Linked DNA regions of Mus musculus: regions 1 and 3 are each linked to region 2. The links are chromatin contacts, called in public HiChIP or PLAC-seq and promoter capture Hi-C maps. All regions are on one chromosome and are shown on one strand. The core of a region is the stretch at or near the end of the contact, and the rest is flanking DNA. Distances in the headings are between cores, read along the strand shown.

Region 1 (3,059 bases), core at 426-2,925, 310 kb before region 2:
CAGGGGCTAATTAGACCACAAAGGCTAAGAATAGATGGGTTAATGGGTGACACTGAGAGCAGATCCGTTATAAAGGCCACTTTGGTACACCATCTCCAGGGTGAACTCTTTTCACCATGTGGTGTTTTGTATCATCTTAGGACTCTGCGTGGAATGTCCATGTGCATCTGGTCAGAGCCTCTCTGCCTCCAGTATTGTGAGTTGGAGAAACCTTTCTTCTTTATAACTCATTCAGTCTGAAGTGTTTGGTGATAGCAAAAGGAAACAGAATGAATGGTATGTATTTTCCTGCCCCCTGTTTCCTGCTCCCTGAGGTGGTGTGCTCAGCAGGTGGGAGCCATGCTCACCTGTCACCTGTTGTGGGGGACAGTTTTAGACACAAACTCTTCAGACTATGTTGCAGCTGAAACCTGGGAGTAAAATCTAGGTGATTATTATAATTCCCTATTGATTTAATCCTATCAATCCTATTAATTTAGAAGGAAATACGATTCTTGAAAGTGAAGCCAATAGGGTGCAAAGAAACGTCCCAAACCATGAAACTGGTCAGTGATGTGTGGCTAGGTTGTGGGTCTTCCTCAGAACCTTTGTGGTCACAGTCATTAGCACTGGTGCTTGCTTCCTGCCTGGCTCTGAGCCTCCTACACTAGTTCCACCACCACATTAAGTTTTGAAGAAAATGGAAGAGGAAGCCATCCTACTCACTTCTAGAACAGGAAACTAAGACTTGCCCAAGACAAGGACCGTCTGACCCTGCCTCAGAGGTGTCCGTCTCTCCAAGATGGCCAACCTTCCCTTTCTCCCCAGACTAGCCTGGTCTGTGAAATCCAGAGCAAGCAGGTGTGCAAAGGGGCCAGGCAGATTCCAGCCATATTGTCTGTATCGTTCCCCCCCCTCAGCTAACTGTGTCTTTTAAAGGTGCAGTTGGAGAACAGATTCTTGCTTAATGGACCAGAAACTCCTTTCCAGCCTAATGAAGGAGGTGAGGGCTCACTCCCCGCTAATCCAAGTTGCACGTTGACTACTATAGGGGCAAGAAATTCATAACCAATTATTCATTTATATTTATTTATGCACATAATAATGTGCTTATTCAACCCCAAAGCACCTGGTTGAAGAGAAAATGTAGGCGAACCAATGAAGTATTGTGCAGTTAAAAATAACACTTATTTGACTTGCTTAATTGGTGGTTTTCTTTTATTTTTCTCTTAAAACACACACACACACACAAAACCACCACTGACCAGTCTAACCAAAATAGCACTGGTGCCTTCTTTCTGGGAATCATGACAAGCAAGACTGTTAGCATTAGCCTGGGGGCTGCCTGGCCTTGTTCCAGAAGGCCTACCTCTGGTAGAGGTGACCAAACTATGGGGCTGTTCACGGGATAGCAGTGGGGACATGTCACTCAAAGTCATATGGAAAGGCCCAGGCTCCACAACTAGATGGAAGTGTGCCTTGTAAAAATAGCACTGTGGGCCTGTTAATAAATAACAGTCAACTCCAGCATTAATTAGTACATTCAAGAAGTGTTTATTGAGCACATACTCTGCCAGGCACCCAGCTGACAAATTCTTGCAAGTCTGGAGAAAAATATACTGGGTGTGTATCTGAAGCAGAGAATTGTGGCCACTTCCCCTTTTCTCAGTCGTTGTTTCTTTAATGTCTCAGGATTTTGAAGTGTGTTCGTGACTTTTTGGAAGAAGTAGGAAGTGGGGTGTTGCTGGGTTGGCCTACTGAGGCTGTCAGGGGTCAGGGCTGAGGTGACAGTGCTGTGTCTTTGGGCACTGGAGCCTTGGGGACTCAGATCCAGGCCTTGTTTGTAATTAATAGCTCTGCTACCTTGAACAAATCATGTCTACTTTGAGGTCATGGTGAAGGTCAGCAGGAAGTTGGTCAGCAATGAAGCTGCTATTAGTGTGGACAGTGAACGGTGATGGCCCCTGACTATGAGAAATGAACTTATGGGTGCCCATGAGGGGATGAGCAGGTTCCCGATAAAGGCCTGACACCCCCACATCAGCAGAAGGGATCTGAACATGTGCATGATTGACAGGACCTGCCATGCACCACTAGACACCAGGTATCTAACAAATCCATGCCTTGGCAACAGCCGCCTTACTTCCTAGCAGTAAAAGATGCTACACGGCAGTCGCTGTCAGGGCCTCCACCTCACCTTGGCCAGATACAGAAATATCAGGAAGCCCCACGGGAAAAGGTGGCCGTGTGCTCTGGCAATGAATGCGACTCACAAATTCCAAGAAGTCCAGAGAAAGTTAATGAGAGTTAGCTGCTCTTGGACATTTGGCTTAAGCAGCGACTCCTGGACTCACAGCTACCCTGGGTTAGCAGCTTCCCCTGGGTTAATGGCCCCTGGGCTAGCTGCTCCTCTTGGTATGGCAGCCCCTCAGTGCTAGAGAGAAGCTATAATTTCCATATTACAAGTGGAAGGTACTGGAATCACTTTCTAACCCTCATGCCAACTGTATTTGAGCTTTGCTGCTTTTACTTGCAGTGGCTCTCAGCAGGGTGGTGGGTGGTTGGGTGGGGGTGGGCATCTGTTTCTACAAGGCCAATTCCCACGAAGGCCAAACCTACCTTCAGGGGACAGAAGGTGAGTATGTCACTGCACTCTCTGTAAGCTCTGATGGGTTTCCATTATTTGAAACAAGTGCCAGTTCCTTGGCCTTTAACCAGAGCCCTTCTGTTTTCCTACCAAAGTTCATGGATTCCTTTACAGCATCTGGTGAGCCAAAAGAATTACTTACCACTCTTGTTCTCTGAGTTGCTAGGTCCAACAATAAGACTCATGTTCTAACAACATAGTTGTCAGTTAAAGGGACACCCTTTCTACTGACCCCCTGACTGTCTTCCTAGCTTGTGTAACTCCTCTCTGGGGCTAGCATACAGTCTTAGATCGAGAGGGACAAAGTGTCACTGTGGGGAGTTGGATGCATAGAATCCTCAAACCACCTTTGACCTCAAGCCAAGGCTTCTGCCAAAATATCATCTCAACCAGTTTCCATGCTGTGGAGATCCTGAGATGGGTTTCCCAGAGG
Region 2 (2,872 bases), core at 252-2,751:
CGGGGAAACTGTGTCCTCACCTCCATGGTTCCTACCCACTATTAGACTTCCTTAGAGTCTGCACAGCCCTCCACAGGCAGTGCCTGGCCCTGGCACACAGACTTCAGCCAAAGGTTCTTCATGCTCTGCTGCCCCATCGCCTATCTGGGCACAGGTGGCCTTGTCCCTTCCAGGCCACCACCCACCTTCCTCACTACGCAGCCTTCCACAGCAGGTCCTCCCCATGGAGATCTGCTGACTTAACCCCTCGGCAGCACCTTCAAACAAACAAAACAACAACAAACTTCTGTAGCCTGGCCTGGGTGGTCTCTCAGATCTCTTGCTCATATTCTCTCTCCCCCTCCATCCCTCTTTTCTCATGCCCTCATCAGCACCCAGCACCCTAGGGTTCAGTTATCCACAAGGAACTGGCTAATTCCAGCCACCTCCTGTCGTCATTCCTTGACCTAGTGCACCCTCTCCTGTCTGTTCCACACCCCCAAAAGATGTCCTACTCTGAGATGCCCTCCTCTGACTCAGCCCCTAGTTAACGCTATCCAGTTCCTACTAGGTAGAAGCGTGAGAAGTACCTGGAAGCTGACCCTCCCTGTGTCCAACTCCTGCATCTCCCGAGCAACACTCACCACTCACTGGACGCCAACCCAAGTTTCCTAAAACAGTTTGTGAACTGAATGAAGTCTCTTCGCTCAGTGTCTTCTAGATAGCCTGAGGTCACTCCCTGAGCCAGTATAACAAGAAGGAATTGGTGGCATCCCAGAATGGTTAGGAAAGTCCTCTGGGGTTTCCTCTCCATCAACCCCATCACTAGCAGGGCGCCCCCAAGGTGCAGGGAATCAAAGCTTTTGCTTTTATGAGGCACTAAATGTTTTCTCTACTAGAGATTCAGGCTGCCACGAAGGTGCTTCACTTTCGGACCCAACTAAGGTTTGGAGCATAAAGCTTGCTCCAAGGTCAAAGAGGGATTTGGCAGCAAAGATTTGTCAAAACAATGACCTGAGGTGGTCCCCAGGGACCCCTTTCCCCTCCCATAGTGACATCTGCCTCCCCTGATACTAACGAATCCCCCTGATCCATTCCTCTGCGAGCTGTCAAGGTGACTGGCCATTTCCTGGGTCTTGACTCAGGGACCGGGGATGGAAGGCTGAGCGCTTACCCTCCAAGGCCGCCTTCCAGCTGGTGCTGCCCTCGTAGCCTGACCCGGATCGCCTCAGCAGCCCCTCTGGGCCACGGGCCTCTGCCTCCGCTGGAGAGCGCGGCCTGGGCGCAGCGGGCGCGGGACGAGCTGCGGGGGGCGGCGGGCGGGCGCGCGCGGGGGGCTCCCGGGCCGGCTCCATGCCGCGACGCGCGCGCGCTCCTGCACCGGGCAGCAGAGCCCGGCCCCACGCGCACTCCGCGCTGCGCGCGCCCCGCGGGCCGCCCAGGCCGGCTCGGTACTCCGGGACCGCGACGTCCGCAAGCCGGGGCTGAGCCCGGCTCCCGCGCCGGAGACGCTCAGGTCCCCGCCGTGCGCGCCGCAGCCTGCGCGCCGAGCCCCGCGCGGGGGAGGAGCCCGGGCTGCGAGGGAGCCGCGACCGCGGGGCGGGGTTGCGGGGAGGAAAGACAGCCCAGGCCACTGGCCCCGCCACCGGCTCCCTCGCAGCTGTGAGCCAAGGTGCTCCTCCTCCAGAGTCAGCTGCTGGGCATCTTCTAAAGTGGGGGGAGTTTCCCAAGACAAGGACCTGGGAAGGCTGCTCCTGGGGTGCCTTGGAGGCAGAGAACAAGGATGGGGGCTGGGACTTGTCACCCCCACCCCCACCGCATCCCCGACTCAGCGCTGCCATGGTCCAAGGGGACAGGGCCAAGCAGCACTGCAACCAGAGAGCCATACTGACCATCTATTGCGGTTCAGGGACTTTTCTCCACATTTTGTCTCTGTGTGACTGTTAACGTTTGCACATAGAAGCCGGAGGTCTTCATTGGGTATATTCACTCTCCACTTTTCTTTTTATTTTTAAATATAGGATATCACTATGCAGCCCTAGAACTTGCTATATAGACCTGGATGGCCTCTGACTCTAGCCTGCCTCTTCCCCTCAAGTGCTGAGATTAAAGTCATACACCTCCACACTTGATACCATCTTTTTTTTTTTTTTTCTTGAGCCAGGTTCCCTCATTCAACTTGGGGCCCACCAATTCAACTAAAGTGAGCTGGTCAACCTGCTTTACGGATAGGTCTGTCTCCCCACCCCACCTCCCACTTCCCACTGCTGGGTTAGCTGCTCAACACCAATGCAACTTTTTACTTGAGCACTGGGGATCTGAACTTAGTCCTTAGGCCTGTGCCACAAGCACTTTGCCTACGGAGTCATTCCCTCTGCCTCTCTTCTGAGAGTTTTGAGACTGAATCTCACTTATAACTCTGGCTGGCCTGGGGCTCGCAGTAGACCAGGCTAGCCTCCAGCAACTGTCCCCCTGCCTCTTCCTCCCAAGTGCCGGATGACACTCATGTGTCATCACAGCCTAGCTAAGCTGCAGGAACTTGTCACATGTCCCAGCCAGCTGAGAATGGACTTCAGGAAGCCTAGGGCACAGATGGGCCTGGGAGCCCAAGCCAGTCATCCAACTGCTTGGGACACAAAGCAGAAGAATTGAGAGTTCGAGGTCTGCCTGGGTGGGCTACATAGACTGAGGCCAAACTGAAATGTATAGCGAGGTCCTGTCTCAAGAAATAACCAATCAAAAGGGCCAAGGGAGTTCCTGAAGCAGCCGTGGCAGATTTGTGGTTGTCATGGAGATGTGAGGCATCTTGTAGGTCAGATGCCCTCTGTGACCTTTCCTAACCTCTTCTCTGACCTCTAGGAATCTACCATAGTCTCAGCCTCCAGTGTGGGTA
Region 3 (2,765 bases), core at 3-2,502, 360 kb before region 2:
GGCAGTGATGATTCTGAGTCAGCTGTGGCTGATCTGCAGTCATTCTGTTCCCAGTCTGCTGCCAGCCATGATTTAGCTTAGAGCATCTAAAGGTTGCTAGGAGAAAAGTCAGTCAGTTGCTTAAATTGCCAGCTATATACACCTAACACCACTCTCCTGCCCACCACTGAGCTGTGGCTGCTAGGCACAAACGATCACTACTTATTTATTTATTAATATATTAAGCTGAACTGAGATTTGAATCTAGGGTCTCGTATATGCTGAAGCACTTTATCCTTTCGAACTATATTCCCCAGCCAATCACCATTTTCACTTTTAGAGATTTAGTCGTTTATTTATGTGTATAAGTGCTTGCCTGAGTATATTTATATATATATATATATACCACCACATGCCTGCAGTGCCCACAGCGGCCAGAAGAGGGCGCCGGATACCCTGAAACCAAAGTTACAGACAGATGTGAGCCACCTGACATGGATGATGGGACTTGAACCCGGGTCTTCTAGAAGAGCAAAAAAGTACTTTTAGCTGCTGAGCCATCTCTCCAGCCCCTTAACTTTTTATTCTGAGAAACAATTTCACTAAAGCACCCAGAATGGCCTTAAACTCACTGTAGCCCAGGCAGGCCTTGAACTTGTGTTCTTCTGGCCTTAGTTTCTGTAGTGGGTCAGATAATATACCTTATTTACATTATCTTTTTTAATTTTTAACTTTTTTGAGACAGAGTCTCAGGTGTTCCAGGCAGGCCTTGTATTCCCCACGTGAACAATATCCAGAGTATGGATCTATAGATGTGTACTACCATGCCTGGCTTCATGTGGTACTGATGCTGGTGATCGATCAATCCCAAGGCTTTGCTCAAGCCAAGCACACATTTTACTAACCAAGCTCAGCCTCAGCCTCATGGCTCACTTGTTTGTTTGTTTGTTTGGGTTTTTGTTTTGTTTTGTTTTTTGTTTTTAGGCAGGGCCTCATTGTGCAGCTCTGGTCTAGAACTTCCTATGTAGACCAGTGACCTTCAAACTCTCAGAGATCTACCTGCCCCTGCCTCCCAAGTGCTGGGATGAAAGCTGTGTACCTCCACGCCTGGCCTCGGTATTTTTCTTGTGAAAGTTTAGGTACTTTCTTGAAAGTCCCTGTCCCTTCTGCCCTGGCAGATCTTGCCCATCATGTCCTTGGAGACCAGAGGCTAAGTCTACTCAGGCACTAACCACCGCACATTTGAATTTTCCTCACTAGGCTGGCATCCCTGGCTCAAGTTACTTTGCTTCGTGGTTTAGGTGGGGTTTCTTCTCATTAGTCAGTCTACCCACACCGTTATGACCGACTGGTGCTTCCGGTTTGCAACTCCCGAGGTAATTGTCCAGCCATTATGTGCTGTCGCAAGGATCATCCACTCAGAATTGTGACTTCTCACTTGTAATGGAGCAGCCTTACCTCTGGATGTTGAATGCGTCCCTGGATGCTGCATAGCGTTTTAAGTGAGCCACGAGAAGTTCACAGGCTTGGCTGATGAGAGGTGTCATCTGATAATAGATAGCAGAGGTATAATTAGGGCATCGTGCCTAAATTGGCTGCCAATGATGGACAAGGTTATCCACAGTGCTTTCTAGGGAAACAGACTGTATTTCAAAGGTGCTTTTCACGAGGCGAAGATTAAGAAAGTATTCATAATATTTGTAAAATACAGTGTCCATAAATGCCTATCTTAAGCTCAAGTGAGCTTTCTGGGGTAGATGCACCAAAGGAGAAAGGACCAAACGTAGATCTGGTGAAATAATTATGAAAGCTATCACTAAGTGTTTAGACAAAACTTCAAATCGGTGCTTGGCTTCCTGGCGTGTGGTGAGCATTAGCAAGCAAGTAGACCACACTCTATATGTCCTGGCCCTGGAACTAGCCCAAGTCCGTGCATGCCTGTTCCAATTAAGTTTTCAGATCTCCCACCAGAACATAGACTCGAGTATCCGGAGGCACTGAGGGTCATCTGTTCCAACTTCTTAATTAAGGCAGAAGTTATCTTAATGGTATTTCTGAGAGAGGGGTTTTCATCTGTGTTTCAGCTGCTTACGCCTTCCAAGACAGGGTAACTCTTGACCTGCACGAGGAATTGTTGAATTCTTAACATTAAGAAGATATTTTATTGTGGAAAATTTCTAATGCCCAGAGAAAGATCTAGAGAGCAGCGCTGTGCACACCTCCGTGGTTCCAGCACATTTAGACAGCAGGCTTGGCTGCCCGTCCCTTTGACGTCCAAGACGTTCTCTTGGGTGGGTAGCACTCTTTAAGGGCTTTCATTCTCTCCTATATATTTGAAGGGCCAGGCTGGAACTGTCAAGGGGGATCTTTCAACTGAGTACACATCCTAGAACAGTGTCATATCTGAGGCAGAATACTGCTGTAGGTTCTTCTGAGCATTTATGGGACTAATACTTTGAAATGGTGCCTGATGTTTGGTTTTCATTATTATTACTATTATTAGAAAGAAACTTTAAAACTGTATTTAAATTAAATTTTTTTTTCAGATTTATTTGATTTTATGCACATGAGTGTTTTGCCTTCATGTGTATGTTCCACGTGCCAGCCTAGTCCTGTAGATGTCAGAGCGTAGCGGGTCCCCTGGAAACTGTAGTTACAGGTGGTTGTGAGCCACCATGTGGGTGCTGAAGCTGAACCTAGGTCCTCTGCAGGAGTGACAAGTGTTCTCAGCCTCTGACCCCCCACTCCACCCCCTATTTTACTTTTAAGATTATGTGCGTGTGTGT

The links. Promoter capture Hi-C pulls out the DNA fragments that hold promoters and counts their contacts. HiChIP or PLAC-seq counts read pairs in DNA pulled down with a chosen protein or histone mark.
Region 1: a promoter capture Hi-C map of hematopoietic stem and progenitor cells shows a contact between it and region 2, with 4 times the contacts expected there. The contact joins the enhancer-like site here to the promoter of Clec2l in region 2. A contact is called at or near these places in 9 of 39 promoter capture datasets (cranial neural crest, embryonic stem cells, hematopoietic stem and progenitor cells and 4 more), 1 of 15 datasets of contacts at CTCF or cohesin (embryonic stem cells), 2 of 115 datasets of contacts at active chromatin or transcription factors (acute myeloid leukemia and stem cell-derived neural progenitor cells) and 3 of 9 other capture datasets (adipose tissue, embryonic stem cells and liver).
Region 3: an H3K27ac HiChIP or PLAC-seq map of acute myeloid leukemia shows a contact between it and region 2, with 6 times the contacts expected there. The contact joins the enhancer-like site here to the promoter of Clec2l in region 2. A contact is called at or near these places in 20 of 39 promoter capture datasets (the 3T3-L1 cell line, 3T3-L1-derived adipocytes, the C10 cell line and 12 more), 3 of 15 datasets of contacts at CTCF or cohesin (the G1E-ER4 cell line, embryonic stem cells and large pre-B cells), 13 of 484 Hi-C or Micro-C datasets (the Ba/F3 cell line, bone marrow-derived macrophages, embryonic stem cells and 1 more), 4 of 115 datasets of contacts at active chromatin or transcription factors (acute myeloid leukemia, embryonic stem cells and stem cell-derived neural progenitor cells) and 3 of 9 other capture datasets (adipose tissue, liver and pancreatic islet).

Annotation. Positions count from the first base shown.
Region 1 is chr6:38,972,662-38,975,720 of GRCm38.p6, reverse strand. All of the region lies in intron 3 of Tbxas1 (thromboxane A synthase 1, platelet), which reads right to left. Among named protein-coding and RNA genes, the nearest start is that of Gm52859, 8.2 kb to the right of the region's middle. Within about 2 kb of position 1,675, at least 80 of the 459 cell types and tissues checked have an H3K27ac peak or open chromatin away from gene starts, as enhancers often do. A contact at or near this core is called in acute myeloid leukemia, adipose tissue, hematopoietic stem and progenitor cells and 1 more, where this site is marked.
Region 2 is chr6:38,661,698-38,664,569 of GRCm38.p6, reverse strand. Clec2l (C-type lectin domain family 2, member L) reads right to left here and starts at 1,501. Exons shown (of 5, transcript NM_001101507.1): 1 at 1,154-1,501. The coding sequence starts at 1,334. RefSeq lists an enhancer at 1-569.
Region 3 is chr6:39,016,653-39,019,417 of GRCm38.p6, reverse strand. Tbxas1 (thromboxane A synthase 1, platelet) reads right to left here. Exons shown (of 13, transcript NM_011539.3): 6 at 1,438-1,526. Among named protein-coding and RNA genes, the nearest start is that of Gm23010, 4.4 kb to the right of the region's middle. Within about 2 kb of position 1,252, at least 11 of the 459 cell types and tissues checked have an H3K27ac peak or open chromatin away from gene starts, as enhancers often do. A contact at or near this core is called in acute myeloid leukemia, where this site is marked.